Regions from separate parts of the Sus scrofa genome. Here region 1 is linked to region 2. The links are chromatin contacts, called in public Hi-C maps. All regions are on one chromosome and are shown on one strand. Each heading gives the region's core, a stretch centred on a gene start, on an enhancer-like site or on the middle of the called end of the contact. The rest is flanking DNA. Distances are from core to core; before and after follow the strand shown. Region 1 holds the start of SLC27A4 (long-chain fatty acid transport protein 4). Region 2 holds the start of CIZ1 (cip1-interacting zinc finger protein).

Region 1 (3,934 bases), core at 299-2,798, 130 kb before region 2:
TACGCCACAGCCACAGCAAGGTGGGATCCAAGCCTCGTTGTGACTTACACCACAGCTCACGGAAACACCAGATCCTTAATCACACTGATGGAGGCCAGGGATCGAACCACTGTCCTTACGGATACTAGTCAGGTTGGTTACTGCTGAGCCACAAATGGGAACTCCACTAGTCAGATTCTTAATCCGAGGAGCCACACGGGAACTCCTCTGAATGACCTTGGGCAAGTCCCTTCCCCACTTTGGTTCTCAGTCCTCCCCTCTGTAAAATGGGTGTGAAGAGAATTGCTCTCAGAAGCCCTTCCAGTCAAAACAGAACAGTCCACTCTCCTGACGTACAGGGTCCTAACCAAAATGGCTTAGAGTGGGAACTGACTTTAGCGCTTCTGTCTCAACTCTCCACCCAGAGACTTAGGGAGTTTGTGTGGATGATCAGGCCAAGCCACAACACCCAATCTGGAGAAGGAGCCCTGCTCAGTCCCTGCCCAAAGGCCCAGGCAGCGCCATGCCTCTGCTGGCCCACAGAGGGCGATGGAGAAAACAGGTTAGAGCCTGGAGGTGCTACCGCCCAGAGGGGAAAAGTGATACAGGGAGAGGAAGAGGGCCTTGAAGGCACCCCCACAAATACACTCAGCAAGCCACTCAGATCAATCTTTGGGAATGGGGCCTTAAGGGGAGAGGAACAGCTGGCGGGGCTAGGATTACGGCTCCTGGCGTTTTAAACACTTGCTTGAGGTGCAACCGATGCGACTGTTTTCCTTCAGGTTCTCCTATTCTTGGGGAGGGGCTGAAGGTCACGGCTATGATGTAGCCTGAGAGTCTCCAGGTCAAGATGAGGACATGAGCTCACCTGAGACCACCTCCCCCTCCTCAAAGCGAGAAGCAAAAGCCCGGCGGGGGACCGAACCAACGCCCCCAAACTCAAATGCCAAGGGTCTCCAAGGTCCTCAGTTCTCTGGGCTCCCAGAGCCCACCAGGGCAGAAGGCAAGAACTCGTCCCGGAAGGCTGGGCGATGGGACCAAGGGGAGGAAAGGGGATGCCCAGATCCCTCGGGCCTCGATCCTGGGTCACTGTGGACCGCCCTGGCCTCTAAAAAGCCAGGGGAGTAGCAGAATGCCCAGCTGGAGACAGAGCACCAGGGCGCGTCCCCGACCCAGGCGGGTACCGCCACCTCTCCAGGACTCGGCCGGGCACATTCCCCAGCCCGAGGACCCACTCACTGCCCTGACCTGTACTCACCTGATGTCGGCTCCGCCAGTCCAGATGCAGCTCTGCTGTGGTAGCAGAGTGGGGAGCGCGGGGGGCATCAGCTGCGCCCGGGCGCGCAGAGCCGGGTCTCAGCAGAGCTTCGCCAGCTCTGCGCCCAGCAGGGCCCGGCCACCCGGCCGGCCCCGCCCGCCTGCGGCGCTCCTCCCCCGCCTGCCTCCCGCAATCCAAACCAGCTGCGCCGGCCGGCAACACCGCCTCCCGCGCCTCGCCCACCGCGAGCAAGCCGCAGAGCTGGCGGCGCCGCCCGACCCGCCGCCCCTGCGCGAGCGACGGCCTCCGGCGGTGTCCCGCGCGGCACGCTGGGAGTTGTAGTCCGCGCCGCGCAGCCCCGCCCCGCCCGGCCGCAGAGACCCCTGGGGCGGGAAGGTGACAGGCGCACTCTGCCCGAGCCCTGACCCCTCTGTCCCCGGCGTCCCTTCGTGGGAGGAGAGCACCCCCACCGCACTGTTGGCGGAGAATCCGGAGTCCACACTCCGGAGACAGGAACAGAATTTGGCCAAGGCCCAGCGCCACACCTAGAAGAGCGGGAAAAGGGCGGTTTACAACAGAGGTGAGCTGGAGGGCAGACAGCAGTAACTGGCTCTGTGGCGCAATGGATAGCGCATTGGACTTCTAGCCAACCCAAGCGTGGTGATTCAAAGGTTGTGGGTTCGAGTCCCACCAGAGTCGAGGTTTTGACAGCTCCTTTCAAAGGACATTTCCTCTTTGAAATTTTGTGGCCTCCCAGGCCCTAAGGTTCAGGAGACCCACACAATCGTTCCTGCAGACCTGAGGCTGACACTTCTGCTTCTGGGACAGCAATAAAGTTGGGCGTTGGGATTCCTGCACAGGAAGCCTTTCCTTTCGTTGATATCCTGAAAGCAATGTGGCACACCTGCTGGTACAAAGGGCACGGCGCCTTGAGACTAGTACATATCTTTGGCCTCTGGTCGGTCCGGACCCTGCAGCAAATCAGTCTCTAAGCAGCCTCTGACCACAGTTTCCATACCACCTGCCCAGCCCCAGGCCATCTGCCAGCTTCCCAGCTCTATGTCACTCTGGGCTTCTGAAAACTTGGTGCCTTGATAATCAAACGTGTTGAGCATCCACAGTTGCTACCTGTCCTTAAATAGAGCCCTTACTCCCATAATCCAGTAGGAGTCCTTAAAAGCAAGGAAGGACAGTTTTCAGGGTATATTTATAGGCGTTGAAAGCGAAAATTTGGTCTGACAAGTATTTGAACCCATTTCGTCCAGAGTACAGGCTGCCTCCTTTTGGGGGAACTCACTAAATTAAAGCACCACCTCCCTCCCCCGTTGCATCCAGGAGGTATGAGGTGCAGTGGTTCTGGGTGTGGACATTGGCATCCAAGGGGCTTGGGTCAACTCTGCAGTGGAAAATTCAGAGTCTGGGGTTCCCACTGTTACTCAGCAGAAACGAACCTGACTAGTATCCATGAGGACATGGGTTGGATCCCTGGCCTTGCTAAGTGGCTTAAGGATCTGACGTTGCCGAGAACCGTGGTATAGGTCACAGACACGGCTCGGATTCTGCGTTGCTGCGGCTGTGGTGTAGGCTGGTAGCTACAGCTCCGAATCAGCTCCTAAACTGGGAACATCCATATGGTGCAGATGCAGCCCTAAAATCACCAAAAAAAAAAAAAAGAAAAGAAAAGAAAAAAGAAAATTGTCTCCATTTCTTATACAGAAAAATGAGGACGGGAGTTCCCGTTGTGGCACAGCAGAAACGAATCTGACTAGGAACCATGAGGTTGCGGGTTCGATCCCTGGCTTTGTTCAGTGGGTTAAGGATCCAGTGTTGTTGTGGGCTTTGGTGTAGGTCACAGATGCGGCTGGGATCTGGCATTGCTGTGGCTGTGGTGTAGGCCGGCAGCAACAGCTCCAATTAGACCCCTAGCCTGGGAACCTCCATGTGCTATGGGTGCGGCCATCAAAAGACAAAAAAAAAAAAAAAAAAAAAAGAGAGAGAGAAAAAAAATGAGGATGTACTAATAGTGTTTGCCTCACAGGGTTGGTGTGGCGAGTCACTGGGAGTATTTCAATAAGCGCTTGATGTTTCTATTACTGTGGCTTACAGGTCCATTGACCACAAAGCACATACAAAATCTAGACATGATTACATCTGATTGCACCCACATGGCTTAGCAAATAATAGAAGCTTGATAAATGTTTGTTGAGTGAATGACAGGCAGAGTGAATTGGAAGCTCTGACCCTATCCACCCCAGGAACCTTCGCATGATCAGTGCTCTCTGTCAACTGCTCAGGTCACATGCAAAGTGGACAAGTGAGAATTTGGAGGAAGAGGCAGTGGTGATGAGCCCTGCCTCCCACCCCCACTCTCCTCCACCCTGGTCACCTCGGTGAGGGCAAAGCTGTACCCCACCAGACATGGGGCCTGGCCTGATGGGGAGAGATGCAAGGAGACCTAGAGAGATGAGACAATCTGCCTTCAAGTTGCTGAGAGTCTAGCTGAGCCCACAGAGAGGGTGGGTGGAGATTAGATCCCTGGAGTAGGTTGTCCCTCCCCAGGACTCACCCGACTTCTATCAACACTCACCGCACAGGATTTTGATTTGTCTTCATTGCTTTCCAGTCGGACACATCTGGGTGGCACTCCCAGCCCCAACTGTGAGCTGCTGGGTAAATCACCTCTCCCCCCGGAGCCTC
Region 2 (3,579 bases), core at 193-2,692:
CAACACAGGAATCCAGTGCTGGCTTCTCTACCTTTACCACCACGAACATTATTTTTAGCTTTTTGTACTTTGGCAATTTGCTAAGCTCGCCCTGTGCCAGGTGCCAGTGCTAAACGTTATGTAATAGCATCCTCACACATACAACTCTTCCCCCGGGAGGGGGTACTCATTTTACAGACGAAGAAAGGCTCAGGTCCGCCAGGGGCGCCTAGCCACAAGGCAGCGGGACCCCAATTCAATCCCGGACCCCTCCGAGGTCCCAGATAGATCTATCTGTTTGGAAGCCTGGGCGATCTTGACTTGACCCCACCCCTTCTTCCTTGGTTCTCACTGGAGCCGAGCGTTCTAATCTGGGTGGATACGATGCTGTCACACTCTCTTCTCTAGCGCTCCCTGCCCTCCATAGATAAAACCCAACTCTTCAGGCCCGTGTTCAAAGCCTGGTTGCCCTTCCGCCCAAGGCGCGAAGTCCCCTGAGTCTAGCCGCGCCCAGCCCTCCCGCCTAAGTCCAAGCAGAGTTAGGCACCTCTGTGCGGCCGCCCGGGGCGGCGGTAGAGCGGGTCCCGAGCTTTAGGGAAGCACTGGTCACATGACTGCAGTGATTGGTTGACACTCGGGTCTCCTTGGGTGGACCTCAGGTCTGCGCATCCCTAGCGCCACCATGCGCCGTGCGGCATGTGGTCTGCGCCTAAAGCAAAGTGAGCGCATTGCCTGGGGCTGTTAAGAGTTGAGGACGGCTTTGAGTAACTGCAAAGGGGAGAGAGATTGCTATTTAGTAACGCAGCTCGGTGACTCGAAGTGGGGGCCATTGGGAAGGGCGCCGGGGCGCAGGACGGAGTCGTAATTAAAGGGTCTTTGCTGGCAGCACCATTCGGGGGCAGGATGCGCGCCGGGTTTTGTTGTGGTTGTTTTAACCATTGAACTCAGCCCTCCTCACCCGCCCCCGAGTCAAATCCTAGGGGGAAAAAACAGTAACTTTCAAACCCACCTCCCATACCTTTTAGGGCAAATTCTTCTGCCCCGCTATGCCGATCGCCTTCTCGCCCGGTCTCAGTCCCCTAATGTACAGCTGCACGCCCCTCCCATCCCAGCCCCGCGCGGGGCCCTTGATCGCGGGACAGTGGCACCCGCGGGGAGGTCGGTTGGAGACGGTCCCCGCCAGACGACAGATCACTCTGGGTGGCGACGGATGGACTTTGGGCTCAGAGCAGCCCCTTCACGATGCGGAGAACGAGGGACGGAGGGTCTGCTCTGCTCAGGACCGCCTCGCAGCCCGGAACTAAGCCCTCCACTACCCAGCCGCTGGGTGAGCAGGCACCGCCCCTGCCGCGTTGCGGGTGCGCTGGGCAGGATCTCGCGACGCGGCGGGCGCCACCCGGACCTCCCGGCCTCCAGAGGGCGCTGCCTGGGCCCGGCCTGCAGACCGCCTTCGGAAGCGCCAGGCCCCGGCGGAGCTGCGGGGAGCCGGGGATCCGCGAGCCGGAGCCTCCCGGCCTGTCCGGCCTGCCCTGCCGCTGGGGCCTACGCGACCGCGGCGAGAGTGCGGGGAGGAGGCCGTGCGATTCCCGCCCTGGGAGGCGAGGGGCGCGGGCCGGGCACCGCTGGGGGGACGGCCGAAGACTTAGGGGCCCCTTGAACGGAGGCTGCGGGCTTCGCGGGCAGGTGGGGATACCGGATTTGAAGTGTAATGCTGGCTCGATCTGTAAAGGAAGGGGTTAGTGGAATGGGGGTGGGGAGTAGAGTGGAGGGAAGCCTGTCCTACTTCGTTCTTGGATGAAAGTGAAAGGTAGCGGCGGGGGTGGGGGCGGGGGCTGATGTTATTGACATAAAATGTGCGCTTGGGACGGGGTGGGCGTATCAAAGGGGTGTGAGTGGAGAGGGGCTGGCATCGGTACGCGATTGGCGCGGAGAATGGCCGAAGGGTGGGGTGGGAGGTGTATTTGTGTCGGACGCTCCTCCAGGAAGGACCGAGCGGGAGAGTTGGCGAGATAGGGGGCGGGGTCGGACGTTTGAAAGGGGGACTGTTGGAAAGATTTGGGGGAAATTGGCAGGAGGCGGGGGGGCGAACCCTTCTGCTGGTGGAATTGGAGGGGTTTTGAAAGGATGGGCCGCAAGTGTGGCCAGCTCTGGGCAGGACCGGGACAGTAGCTGTGAAACTCAGCCGCGGTATTTGAGCGCCGCGGGCTGGGAGTGGGTGACGGAGATCCGGCCTGACTCCCCCCGCCTTCCCTCAGCCACCATGTTCAACCAGCAGCAGCAGCAGCAGCTCCAGCAGTTCCAGCAGCAGCAGCAGCAGCTTCAGCAGCAACAGCTTCAGCAGCAGCAGCTACAACAGCAGCAGTTGCTGCAGCTCCAGCAGCTGCTCCAGCAGTCCCCTCCGCAGGCTCCTCTGCCCATGGCCGTCAGCCGGTGAGCTCCCACTGGAGGGGTGGGTGGCTTTAGCCCAGCCCCTCAGATGCATGCCTTGGTGCGTCCCCTCCCCCAAGACATTTCTCCCCGGAGCATCCCTGTCTGAGTCCTGGAGGCCCCTACTCCCCACCCCAAGGGGATCCTCTGTCTGCTGTAGAGGCAGGCAGAGAATGGAGGAGAGGGATCTCAGGGAGGAGGGAGGATCTGACTCTCCCAGTAACCGTCTGACTCCTGCTCTCAACACCCAGGGGGCTCCCCCAGCAGCAACCACAGCAGCAGCTCCTGAATCTCCAGGGCACCAGCTCCGCCTCCCTCCTCAACGGCTCTGTGCTGCAGAGAGCTTTGCTTCTGCAGCAGTTGCAAGGTACGGCCGCCGGCCCTGTCTCTCTCCATCCTAAGGGTAGCTCCTCAACAGCATTCAATGTCAAGTCCACACGGCAACCCTGAGAGGGAGCTACTGTCAGGGTCCTAGTGATGAGGACACTGAGGCTCTAGGAGGTGGAAGTCCCTCAGTTGCTCAGCTGAATGCAGGTCTGTCTGATCACGGCAGTGTGCCCTTGGCCATGGTGCCAGCTCCGTGGGCGCTACTCAGCACACTTTGCTGACATGCACATTAGAAGATGATGGGTGGAAAGGTCTATTTTGACCACCCTCCTTCGCATCTTGTTTGGCAGATGAGGAAGCTGAGGTTCAGAGAAGGAAAGTCATTTGCCCTGGGTCACACAGCATCAGCAGTGGTTGAGCTAGATGGAGGCTTGGGCCTCCTGACTGCCTGGATCACTGAATGGATGGATGTCTCTAGCCCTCTGCATTAAGCCTGAGCCCTTACCCGAGTTTTCCCCTGTGGAGAGCTGTCTTTCTGGCCTTCCTTCCAAGATGTGACTCCTAATACTTCAGCCACTGTGGGGGTAATCCCAGGGCCAGCTTGTCTTCAGACCCAGCCCCTCCCGCAGGGTAGCTGTGGCTGGCTGGGTGGTCCCCTCGGGACTGGGCACTGTGCCAAGGCCCTTACAGACTCAGTCCCTTGACTTTGCTGACAATACTTAGGGGAGATGCACTCATGATCCCATTTTGCAGATGAAGAAACTGAGGCCTAGGTGTTGACTAGGGGTCTTACTACAGAGCTGTGTTCTGAGACAGCAGGCTCTCCTGCCTCCCAGCAGGGTATGC

Evidence for each region. A called contact is a pair of places that touch in the nucleus more often than the background predicts.
Region 1: a contact with region 2 is called in a Hi-C map of embryonic fibroblasts, with 2.0 times the contacts expected there. The contact joins the promoter of SLC27A4 here to the promoter of CIZ1 in region 2. A contact is called at or near these places in 4 of 47 Hi-C or Micro-C datasets (embryonic fibroblasts, liver, mesenteric adipose tissue and 1 more) and 1 of 2 datasets of contacts at active chromatin or transcription factors (alveolar macrophages).

What each region holds. Positions count from the first base shown.
Region 1 is chr1:268,771,406-268,775,339 of Sscrofa11.1, reverse strand. It overlaps SLC27A4 (long-chain fatty acid transport protein 4), which reads right to left and starts at 1,548. Exons shown (of 12, transcript XM_021069619.1): 1 at 1,238-1,548. TRNAR-UCU (a tRNA gene) reads left to right here and starts at 1,846; the gene lies at 1,846-1,936.
Region 2 is chr1:268,639,927-268,643,505 of Sscrofa11.1, reverse strand. CIZ1 (cip1-interacting zinc finger protein) reads left to right here and starts at 1,442. Exons shown (of 19, transcript XM_013993898.2): 1 at 1,442-1,662; 2 at 2,235-2,409; 3 at 2,658-2,773. The coding sequence starts at 2,240.